Regions from separate parts of the Mus musculus genome. Here regions 1, 2 and 3 are each linked to region 4. The links are chromatin contacts, called in public Micro-C and promoter capture Hi-C maps. All regions are on one chromosome and are shown on one strand. Each heading gives the region's core, a stretch centred on a gene start, on an enhancer-like site or on the middle of the called end of the contact. The rest is flanking DNA. Distances are from core to core; before and after follow the strand shown.

What was found. Promoter capture Hi-C pulls out the DNA fragments that hold promoters and counts their contacts. Hi-C and Micro-C count contacts between places; a contact is called where the count stands out from the background. Capture Hi-C pulls out chosen DNA fragments and counts their contacts.
Region 1: a Micro-C map of embryonic stem cells shows a contact between it and region 4, with 6 times the contacts expected there. The contact joins the promoter of Tkt here to the promoter of Ncoa4 in region 4.
Region 2: a promoter capture Hi-C map of adipose tissue shows a contact between it and region 4, with 3 times the contacts expected there. The contact joins the promoter of Pbrm1 here to the promoter of Ncoa4 in region 4. A contact is called at or near these places in 8 of 39 promoter capture datasets (the 3T3-L1 cell line, the C10 cell line, the HPC-7 cell line and 4 more), 2 of 484 Hi-C or Micro-C datasets (B cells and cortical neurons), 6 of 115 datasets of contacts at active chromatin or transcription factors (cardiomyocytes, embryonic stem cells, memory CD8 T cells and 2 more) and 2 of 9 other capture datasets (adipose tissue and liver).
Region 3: a promoter capture Hi-C map of pre-B cells shows a contact between it and region 4, with 2.7 times the contacts expected there. The contact joins the promoter of Nek4 here to the promoter of Ncoa4 in region 4. A contact is called at or near these places in 2 of 39 promoter capture datasets (liver and pre-B cells) and 1 of 484 Hi-C or Micro-C datasets (CD4 T cells).

The regions. Positions count from the first base shown.
Region 1 is chr14:30,547,803-30,550,502 of GRCm38.p6, reverse strand. Tkt (transketolase) reads right to left here and starts at 1,372. Exons shown (of 14, transcript NM_009388.6): 1 at 1,123-1,372. The coding sequence starts at 1,229.
Region 2 is chr14:31,017,887-31,020,586 of GRCm38.p6, reverse strand. It overlaps Pbrm1 (polybromo 1), which reads right to left and starts at 1,449. Exons shown (of 33, transcript NM_001081251.1): 1 at 1,294-1,449. It overlaps Gnl3 (guanine nucleotide binding protein-like 3 (nucleolar)), which reads left to right and starts at 1,456. Exons shown (of 15, transcript NM_153547.6): 1 at 1,456-1,658. The coding sequence starts at 1,646. RefSeq lists an enhancer at 718-746.
Region 3 is chr14:30,949,959-30,952,658 of GRCm38.p6, reverse strand. Nek4 (NIMA (never in mitosis gene a)-related expressed kinase 4) reads right to left here and starts at 1,282. Exons shown (of 15, transcript NM_011849.3): 1 at 941-1,282. The coding sequence starts at 1,033. Gm41121 (a long non-coding RNA gene) reads left to right here and starts at 1,225. Exons shown (of 2, transcript XR_874490.3): 1 at 1,225-1,457; 2 at 1,572-2,227.
Region 4 is chr14:32,158,474-32,161,173 of GRCm38.p6, reverse strand. Ncoa4 (nuclear receptor coactivator 4) reads right to left here and starts at 1,287. Exons shown (of 10, transcript NM_001033988.2): 1 at 1,164-1,287.

The sequences.
Region 1 (2,700 bases), core at 123-2,622, 1.6 Mb after region 4:
TGCCAGACACTGAGGAAATCCAGAGAAAAGGAAGTCAGGTCTCTTAATTGGGCAGGGAGCACCCTCTATCATAGGCAGCAATCTAAAGCCAAGACAGATAACAGGTCCAAAGTATGCATGGGAAGTTGGGTGGCAAAGGGTTCCCAGTTCAAACCTTCTGAGGACATCCCGTCTTAAAAGCACAAGGGCTAAGTAAGGAGGAACCCACGGTAAAAGGCAAGAGAAATGCACTCCTTTAATAATATGTTCTGTATGGAACTGGCCAAAATCCAGAATCCTGGTCTTTGTTCTAAGCTCACAGTTTGTCTGGGTTCCTAAAATCTCCCTCCCCAGAACCCCAAACCATTCCAAGAAGCCCAGATCTCTCTGTCTCAAGGTCTCATACCAGGCCCAATGGAGACCTTAGAATTTCTTGAAACCACCCAGTGTGCAAACACCGTTAGCCCAGAACTTCCTATTTCGCGTGGGCCTCGCCCCTTCTTTCTACAAGCTCCCTTCTCCCCAGACTCGCACTCCAACCTCCTTGCTCGGGTCTAAGCCTCTCTTGGTGTTGCATCGTCACCTCCCTGCCCCCACCCTGGAGTCTTCAGCAGCACCGGGACCCCAGCCCACACATAGCAGGAGAGGCAAGAAGTGTCGAGGAGGGGAGCGTGGTTAGAGATGCAGAGAAGGGTGGGCCCCCAGTCTACTGCAAAATGGTGGGCTCTACACACATTCTCTGCCTACATTGCAAGGGCTGAAATTCCAGCTCTCACTGTGACTTTGGACAACTGATATAAAGCCGGAATCTCAGTTTCCCCATCTGCAAACCAGTGGAACCAACATGCTGGTGGAGAGCTGGAGCCCACACGTGCTCAGGTTTCTCCCGCCAGCAGTCATGGTGGCCTCCGGGTTGCAGCCGCAGAGCGAGGAGGCGCGCCCGGGCGCAGCGAGAACCGGGAAGCCCGGGCCGGCTGGAGGTGCTCGCGAGACCTGAGGCCCACGCGGTCGAACCCGGCCGCTCCGGAGCAGCGGAAGGCTCCGCCATCTGACCGCGCCCTCGTGGCGACATCGTGCTACGCGACACGGAGCCAGGGAGGCCGCGGGACCCGGCTCCCAGCCCCGCCAGAAGCGCGCGCTCACCCTGAGCCTGCCGCGGTGGTGGCCTGGATGGAGCTGATGCGCAGGCGATTGGCTGTGTCCTTCAGGGCCTGGAGCTTCTGCTGATCTGGCTTATGGTAACCTTCCATGGCGTGGTAGGACGAGGACGAGGACGAGGACGAGAACGCTGAGGACAGAGACACAGAGCCAGCAGCGGCTCAGGAAGCGACCAGCAGTGACCGAGGACGGGTGCTGCGGGCGGGCGCGTTAAGACTCCTTAGGACCCGCCCATGGGGGGCGGGGCGGAGGTGGGGCGGGGCGCCGAATCACCCCAGGCCGACGAGTGGCCTCTGGCCACGCCCCGCATTTAGTGGACTCTCGGAAGTCGCCAGGCCTGGGGGCTCTCTCCCAGCACAGTGCCCTGTTGGAATTAATCACACACAAACAGTAGCAACAAAGTAACTTCGCCACTATTCCTGGTTCTAAGCATGGCTCAGAGTTCCGCGGCTGACTTGGGTAGGACTGAGAAGAGAGATACTAATCAGTAATTGCACTTTTCTAAGGAAAAGGTTGAGGCTTGGCAAGGTTAGATTGAGATTACAGGGTTGGTGGGTAGCGCTGCAGCAGATTATCCTCAGTCCAAAAAGATCCCAGACATGAGAATAAATATACACTGCCAGAAACGGTAATACTGAGAAGTTACTAGGAGTATGCTGGTCTCAGACTACTAGAGCCAACGGACAAGAGTGGATTCAGAGAGATTACTGGGTTTGCCTCTGTAGAGACAGTTAGCACCTACTGCTCTTACCAGATCTGGTGGAGCTGAGAGGACTGAGCAGCTGTAACAGAAAGCGTTGCCTTCACAGTCTCGTTGGATCTGTCTCATTGGATCCATGACACACACTCGGGTCAATACCGTTTCCAGAGGCGGAGGTTGTTGCAATTTACAGAGAGGATATAAAGGCAAGCCTGTGAGTGGGTGCTGGGCAGAGGCAGAGGAAGGCACCAGTACAGCTTTGGTCCAGGTCCTCTCTGTGTCCTCCACAGAGCTCAAACTCAGAGTCATGAGACAATGGGCCCTGTGCAAGTGAGCACCCCTCCCCCAAGCGCTCCCTGCCTGGCCTGTTTCCCAGGTGTCCCAGTGAGACTGCCAGTGTGGTTTGTTACAGCCCCTGGCTTCTGCTGGCTCTGCCCAAAGAGGCTGGCCCTCCTAGTGCCTGACTGCCAAGGGCTGGACCTGGGACTGGAGTGTTGTGGTCTCGGAGTGTTCCACTATCAGATCCTTGGCAAGGCAAGTGCCACCTCTGTCCTCTGCTCACCAACAGGTCAAGGAGGCAAACAAACCTCAGAAGCCTTTGGGCCTTCCAACCCCATGGACCTGAGGGCAGTGATTATTAGTCCAGTTCTTCATTTCTCCACCTGTCCAATGACACTGATGTTAACTTCCTCTTCCTCCTCCTCCTCCTCCCCCTCCTTCCCTTCTTCTTCTTCTCCTCCTCCTCCTCCTTCCTCTTCCTTGTTCTCTTCTTCTCCCTCCTCCTCCCCCCTCCTCCTCCCCTTCTTCTTCTTCTCCTCCTCCTCCTTCCTCTTCCTTGTTCTCTTCTTCTCCCTTCTCCTCCC
Region 2 (2,700 bases), core at 200-2,699, 1.1 Mb after region 4:
GGGGAATGCACTAGTACTTGAGCTACGTTTCACACTCTAAGGTGCATCTGCACATACAGGTGTTACTGTTTTAATCCCAAACATGTCTTCAGCAGTTACTATCCTCACTTCCCCCACCCTCCAGCAGTGGCACACGCCTGTAAACCCAGCATTCAGGAGACTGAGGCGGGTGATCCAGAAGTCTGAGGTAAATCTAGCAGCAAAGTAAGGCCACTTCAAAGATAAACGAGGATACTTTCCAATCTTTCATTTTGGATCTTAAAAACTACTAAAGCAAAAGCTATGTTCCTCAACATCTGGAATCCAATATGCTTCTGAATTACTTTGGGGGGAAAAGCCTACTACCAAATGGGTTAAGAAAGAAACGTATAACCACTTTTTTGTTTTAATGGCAGGTCTCACTATGTAACCCAAGTACACTGGAACTTGCGATACTCCCAACTCAAGAGCTAGAACAGGTGTTTTCTACTGTGCCTGGCTCCTACAGTAAGTTTTGAAAAGTTTGGATTAAGATAGCATATTCCACCATACGCTTCTATAGTTAGTCCTCGAATTCCTACATCCGGTCTATTGTGTATTTGTCATTTGTTTTCCAGGAATTTTATATTTTTGTCCCCCCTTTGATATCAAATTTTCTTAAAATAAGACTCACTTCTTCAGAAAACAAAATTTTGAAACGGAAAATACTTTTAAAACCAGAAAATACAGTTTACAAAAACTCAACTCGTCGTGACGGTACAAATGAGAAGCTTAAGTACCTAGCCTGTAAATAAGTAAGTCTCTCTGACAAAAACAAAAAAATATTCCGTTTGGGCGATCATTGGGAAAGAAAAAAACAAAAACAAAAACTCAATAGGGAGTTTTTTGCCGAACGCACAAGAAACCAAAAAAAAAAAAAAAAAAAAAAAAAAAAAAAAAAAAAAAAAGAGGCCTTGAGAGGCGGAGGAAAAGAAGAGTTCGCCCGACCTGTCACTGGTTCTGGGGCTAAAGGAAACGTTGACAGCTTTGAAGGCGGCCCGCGACGGGCGGGAAAGAGCAGCGAAGGGAGTTTCCGGGCCCTGCTCTGCCTTTGTCCCGGCGGCAGGTGCGGCCGGGCTGCTGGGCCCTGTCCCGAGGCCCCGCCGCCGTGCCGTGCCGCGCCCCGCCCCGCGCCCTGCCCGACCAGCGCGTCCGCACCACGGGGCGGGGCCTCCGCCGCGACTCCCGCCCGCCCGCCCGCCCGCCCGGGCCGACACAAAGGCCCGGCAGCCGGCCGAGGAGGGGCGGCCCCGCCCGCCCCGGGCCCGGCCTTACCCCGCCGCTCCGCCGCCTGCAGCCCCGGCTGCGGTCCCCGACCGCCGAGCCCCGCCCCGTGGCCGCCACGGCTGCTAGCGCTCCTCTGGCCGCGGCCGTCTCTCCGGCACCCGCCGCCCTCACCGCCCTCACCCCTCCCAGTGCTGCCGTAAATCCAACCTGTGGCCGCCAGGCGAGCCCGGCTCGGCGCGACAGTGTATGTGTGTGCGCGCGCACTCGGCCCGGCCCCGACACACTTTCCGGCAGGTCCTGGAGCGCGTGACGTTGAACCGCAGTTCCAGTTCGCACGTGGCGCCCGAGAAGTCGTGGTGATCCCGAGACCTCCTCTGCTCCTGAAGCGTCCGCGGCCAGGATGAAGAGGCCTAGTGAGTGGGGTCGGGAGCGAAACGCGCGGGTGGTGCTTTGTGGCTGGAGGGAGAGGACTCTCCATAGGCCATTGATGAGTTCCGCGTAGATCTGATGCTTAGAAGGCCCAGACCCAAATTTGGCCTGTTGTATAGCAGGAGAGCTAAGCCCTTGAGAGGAAAACCGAGCCAGATTTCTGTGATTAACGTGTTTGAGCCTCTTTTCGAGCCTGCCGTTTTCCTAGAACTATTCAGAACCATGGTCTTTCGGCCTTGGTGGCACGCGCCCTAATCATGTACACGAAGGATGACGCAGTAAGATAGAAAGTTTGCAGCCAGCCTGGGCTGTATACTGAAACCATGGCTTAAAAATTAAAAAAAGAGCCTGGCCGTGTTGGCGCACGCCTTTAATCCCAGCACTTGGGAGGCAGAGGCAGGCGAATTTCTGAGATCGAGGCCAGCCTGGTCTACCAGGACAGCCAGGGCTACACAGAGAAACCCTGTCTCGAAAAAATAAAAATAAAGAAAGAAACCTTGATATTTGTAGTGCTTTCCTCTAGAAGCTGCTTCCATTGTGGGTCCACCGAGTCGAATTGACTGGCGTTGTGGTGTGATTTCCATTAAATACCCTGCATAACTTTGCAGGGACGGTTGAGGCAAGATCTATGTTGCCCGGGATAGCCTTATTGTTGTAGGCCCCCATGGCCTGATAAAACAATCTCTTGAGGGCCAGGAATATGGCTATAAACACTTGCCACTAAGCCTTACTGTCAAGAGTTCAAACTCATATGATAGGTAGAACTGACTCCTGGAAATTGCTTTCAGACCTACACACAAAATAAGTAAATGAAACATTTTGGGTATGGAGTGAAGACCCAGGGTTGTCCCAGCCCACGTGGCAGCTCCATGCTGTCTGTAGAAGGACAAGTGATGAAGCCCTCTTGTGGCTTCCTTTGCAAGAACACTACATGCACGTGGTTGGTCTGCTGACAAGAGAGGGCAAAACATCCATATAGGTGATGTGAGAAATTTAAAACACTCACTGCTCATGTGTGCAGTCTTT
Region 3 (2,700 bases), core at 33-2,532, 1.2 Mb after region 4:
TGTTGCTGCCACTGGCTTGGTAGAACTAAGAACTATGAAACATCGCTCATCAGTTTCATAATTGTGCCTGTTTGTGCACAACATTCTATGGCCACCCTGATAGCAAAGAATACTGAAGAACTGGTTCATTAGACTCTGGGTGATGGCATAAAGTAATTTACATAAAGGAGTAACATCAGATTTGAGTTTAAGAAAGATGTCTGCAAACCGGGCGGTGGTGGCGCATGTCTTTAATCCCAGCACTTGGGAGGCAGAGGCAGGCAGATTTCTGAGTTCGAGGCCAGCCTGGTCTACAAAGTGAGTTCCAGGACAGCCAGAACTATACAGAGTAACCCTGTCTCCAAACAAACAAACAAAAAGAAAGAAAGAAAGAAAGAAAGAAAGAAAGATGACTGCAGTAGAAGAGACAGGTTAGAGGGGAAAAAAAAGCAGGCAGCAGGAACTAGTTGGGGAGTGGGCATTTAGCCAGAAAGACTGGTGGCCTGTACTAGGGTGGAGATGCCGGTTTGACCTAGTGACAGGAATAGAACCAGCGTTGGGGACATTAAAGGTAATTGTTACCAGCTTAGGAAACTGCATGGCTGGTCAAGCTACTCACTGAAATAGGGTCCATGAGAAAGTGCTGGCGAGAAGATGCTGAGATGAGTTTTTAAGGAGTACAAACTACACAAGAGACAGGGCTTGCACGGTGGCCCTGAACTAGGCTTTGGGAACACATGGCCCCTGTTCTCAAGAAAATTTCAGGTGACAGGAGGTTTGCAGATAAAGAAAACTAATACCGAAGAATAGACAAAATCCGGGGCTCCTATTATAGGGGAAGTTGAGAAGCTGACCTCTTATCTGAGAAGAGTCCCTGCCCATCACTCCGGGCCTGTACATTTGAGGATGCCCTAGACGTATCCCTTCCCTCATCGCCCCGGCCAGGTCCCAAGTCCCCGACCTGCTTGCCGTCTCGCCGATGCTTCACGAGCGTCACCTCCCCGTAACTACCCCTGCCCACGACCCGCATGTAGCAGTATGCGGCCTGGGGCATGTTCCCGAAGGAGGCCTACAGTCGGGAAGCTGTGGCAGCGGCGCGTAAGGCTGCGGGAGGCCCCGCTCATGCCAGACGGGAGGTGAAGTACTCCATAAACGCGGCCCACCGCGGGCAGGAGCTTCGAGGCCCGGCCCACCCGGACGCCGCTACCATAGCGATACTGGCGGGGTAGTCCTGCGCATGCTCAGAGTTGGAAGACGCGCCATAGAGTCGACCTAGCGGTGGCCAGAGCTGCTCCTCGTGCTTGGGGGAGGACCTACCATCGAGCCGTCGCGGAAGCGGCCAGAGCGGTTCGGCAGCCCCGGAGGACCTGCCATAGAGCTTCGCTCCTGGAAGGCCAGAGCGACTCCCGAGCCGCACTTCCTGCGTTTTGGTTCTACATTTGCTCATTGAATCCTTTCTGGTTCTAAGCGAGTTACGCGTATGGTTCATTCGTTCTACAAATATTAACCGGCTATGTGCTTGGCTCACATTCAGTTAAAAGAGTGGCCAACTCTAGGCTTCACCAATGATGTTTGCTCTATTTGTTTTGTAGCGTGTCAGTATTCGGCCTGCCGTTTTGGTGCATTTGGTGAAGACGTCAATACACTTCATCCCTCAAAGTTTCAGCCTGCTTTACTGAGACTGGCAAAGATCTCTCACAGAATGATTGCAAACCCACCATCCTGAAAGGCTTGCCAGAACTTCACATGCTGCTTCCACGGAGCACCAAGGCCCCCTTTTAACGCCTGTCTGTGAATGCACAAGGCTGCGAAAAGAGCTACCTGCCTTGCCTGAAGAATTTACTTTTAAACAGGCGCACAGTTACTCATTATCCCTCTGTCCCGTTGAGATATATATGCATATGTCTTCTACAAGCCAGAAATGTTTTCCTCCAGGACAGAAAGCCCTTCCTTTGAAATGTAAATCATCAAAAAATTTTGGCGTCTGTTTCCCATTTTGTGTGGGAAGATATAATCCCATCTTCTATAATTGCCAACTAGTAAATTGTAATTGCTTTTACAATGACCAACTGTTATTATTTATTATTATTATTATGTTACTGTTGTTGAGATAAGATCTTCCTCTACAGCTCATCTTGCAATCCTACTCTTGTGTGTTGAGTTTACAGCCATGTAATAGTAACATGCTCCCAAACCTTTGTAATTTTTTTCATTTTTCTAAGGAATTCCGTTTCTCATTTCTCTATTTTCCTATTTTCCCTTCATTGTTTGTTGGTGCGTGTGTGAGTGTGCGTGTGTGTGTGTGTGTGTGTGTGTGTTTGTGTGCACGCGTGCGAGCGCGTGTCTTAGAAGAGGTCTCATGTCACCATGTAATCCAGGGTTTTAGAGATCGGCCTGGCTCCGCCTTGAGTGTAGAATTATAGGTGTGTGCCCCCATGCCCAGCCCTCATTCTCGTCTTAAAAGGCCCAGTTACCTCTGCACAGTTGAATGAAGCGCAACTTTCCCTGCTACTGTCAATAGTTACTACACAGCAGTCTGCCCCCTCTGCTCTAGCAAATGTTTGCTTTTGTTTATCTTTAGCAATATCACTAACTAGAATTCAATATTTATTTAAGGTTCCACTTTGTTTGGTTTTCTTTCTTCCTTCCTTCCTTCCTTTCTTTTTTTTTTTTTTTAAAGATTTATTATACGTAAGTACACTGTAGCTGTCTTCAGACACA
Region 4 (2,700 bases), core at 38-2,537:
TTAGGGCCCACATCAGGTGACTCACAATGGCTTGTAAGGGGATCTGACACTCTTCTTAAACAAACAAAAAAATCCACAGAGCAAATCAAGCGACCTGCTGAGCAGTACAAATTAGTCTCCTGTTTGTCACACAGGATGAAATTCTTTCCAATGTTCTAATGTACTTTAAAAGTTCAGAAACATCACAGTGGGATGCTAACGGAGAACCAACAGCCTTACCTGTCCCATACACACCCAGGGAAGTAACTCAAAAGGTCTATGACCATACTCCAAATTACCAAGTGGGTGGAAAGTCAAGTCCTTCCAAAAGGACGCCAGGGTGGCAGGCCCTTACCTACTAAACAACACTAGCAGGAGAGCTGTGTGCAGGAGGGTCAGATAACTCCAGCCCCTCTGACTTGTCATTCTTGAGCCATCCTCCCAAGTTCCAGCCTGTAGCACTTAAACCCATACTGTTCCCACCGCAAGGGCTAAGTCACATCAGGGCCGGGAGCACGTCCACTTCTTTACATTACTATATCCTCAGTACCCTAAGCATATAGCAAATGAACGCCCGAGCTATGAATTAATGATTCTGCAAGCTCTCTCTTCTCATCAGCTGAAGGGACGAATCAAACGATTTAAAGGGACTGCTGGGAGAAGGAAACGGATAGTGGGCCTCCAGAAGTCATTCCACCTTGCCAAACCACTAGGAATAGGGGCAAATGTGCACTGGGTCAGTAATGGAAACCAGGCCCGCCTGGGACCAGAGAAACAGGGCTGTCACCGCTATAAACCCAGAGGACAGTCAGGGCAATGTAGGGAAAGGGATGGAAGAGAAGCATTCAGGCTGCAATCGTGGCCCAGGAACGAAACATGTCGACAGGACAGAGGAGAGAAGACAGATCCAGCGCTTGGGCATGAAGGAAAAGTGGTAGCGTCGGGACGAGGGGAGGGAGAGGAGCTCTGGCCTGGCGCGACGCGGGGACTGGAGAGGCGATCACAGCAGACGTGACCTGGGGAAGGGAAGGGCCATTGGGCCCCGCGTGCAGGCAGGTGGGATGGTGGTCCCGGACCCGAGGGTCGGGAAGAATGGAGGGGAGGGCAGGACAGGCCACAGGCCGGAGCGAAGAAGGGCACAGGGCAGAAGAGGAAGCGCGCCCGCCGGCCACTCTCGTCCTTACCGGCTGGCAGCGCTCCTTCCGGTGATCCGAGCGGACCTTAGACCGACCCAGACACTTAGCCGTGGAAGGATCCGGACCCTGAAGACAGAGTTCTCGCGATAGGATGGCCTCCCTACCACGCTTCTCGGTAGTGTTCTGACAGTCTCGCGAGATTTCCTTCCGCGCCTGCGCAAAGTCTTCTTAGAGCTCAACGTGGAGGCATGCAGTAACACTCCCTGCCCTTAGTCTGGATCATTTTCGTGCCTATCAGTAAGTCTCTAATCCCAGCACTCCGGAGGCAGAGGCAGAGGCAGGCGGATTTCTGAGTTCGAGGACAGCCTGGTCTACAGAGTGAGTTCCAGGACAGCCAGGGCTACACAGAGAAACCCTGTCTTGAAAAAAAAAAAAAAAAGCACTTCCTGTTCTTGCAGAGGACCCAGTTTTGGTTCCCAGCCACCTACAGGATGGCTCACAACCACCCATACCTCCTGGTTCCAGTGCCTTCTGACCTCCAAGGGCACCAGGCGTGCACACGGTACAGATGTATATATGCAGGCAAAAAAGAGTCATGCAAATAAAGAAAATAAACTCTTTTTTTCCTCTGGGGTTTGTGGTGGTTTGAGTAAGAATGGCCCTCTCGGGCTCACGTGTTTGAATGCTTACTGATGAGAAGATGGCTCTACTTAGAGTGAGTGTCCTTGTTGGGGTGGGTGTGGCTTTGGGGGAGGAAGTATGTCACTGGGGGTTGGCTTTGAGGCTTCAGAAGTCCAAGCCAGGCTTAGTGGCTCACTCTTTCTTTCTGCTGCATGTGGATCTGGATGTAGTACTCTGAGCTACTTCTGCCTGCAGGCCACCCTGCTTTATGCCATGCTGATAATGGACAAAGCCTCTGAAATGGTAAAGATGGCCCAGGCAAATGCTTCCTTTTGTAAGAGTTGCCATGGTCATGGTGTCTCTTCACAGCAATAAAACAGTGACTAAGACAAGGCTGATGGGCTTTATAACTTAGGAAAAACATGCTACATTTTTTTTTAAATATTGAGTAAATAAATGTCAGAATTAATGTTACAGTTTCAAGTCAGTGTATTTTAGCTGGTCTGTATGCCACACCTAACTGACCCTAGAGCTAGGCCCCACCACCCACAGAAGTCCGGCTTCTGAGTTTCCTGTCAGACTGCGTGAGGTCTAGAGAGCCCCTTCTCCAGTATCTCTAACCTGTTCTAACCTTATGCAAACACAGTGTGATGTGGGGACTCGATAAAGAGGGGGTACCTAAGTAACTGGAAGGAAGGATAAATGAGAGTACCAGGGACAAAGAAGAAGTCTGGTTTCATCATGAACACACATGCTTTTTTCCATTGTAAAGCAGAAACAGATGGTTCTGAGCCACCATGTGGTTGCTGGGAACTCAGAACCTCTGGAAGAGCTTCGGGGCTCTTAACCACTGAACCACTTCTCTAGCCTAAACCAGAAACAAGATGCAGGCAGAAGAGCCTTATTTGTAGAAGTGGTGGAAATGGATGTGGGCCCCATAGGAAAGCACACATGCATGACACCT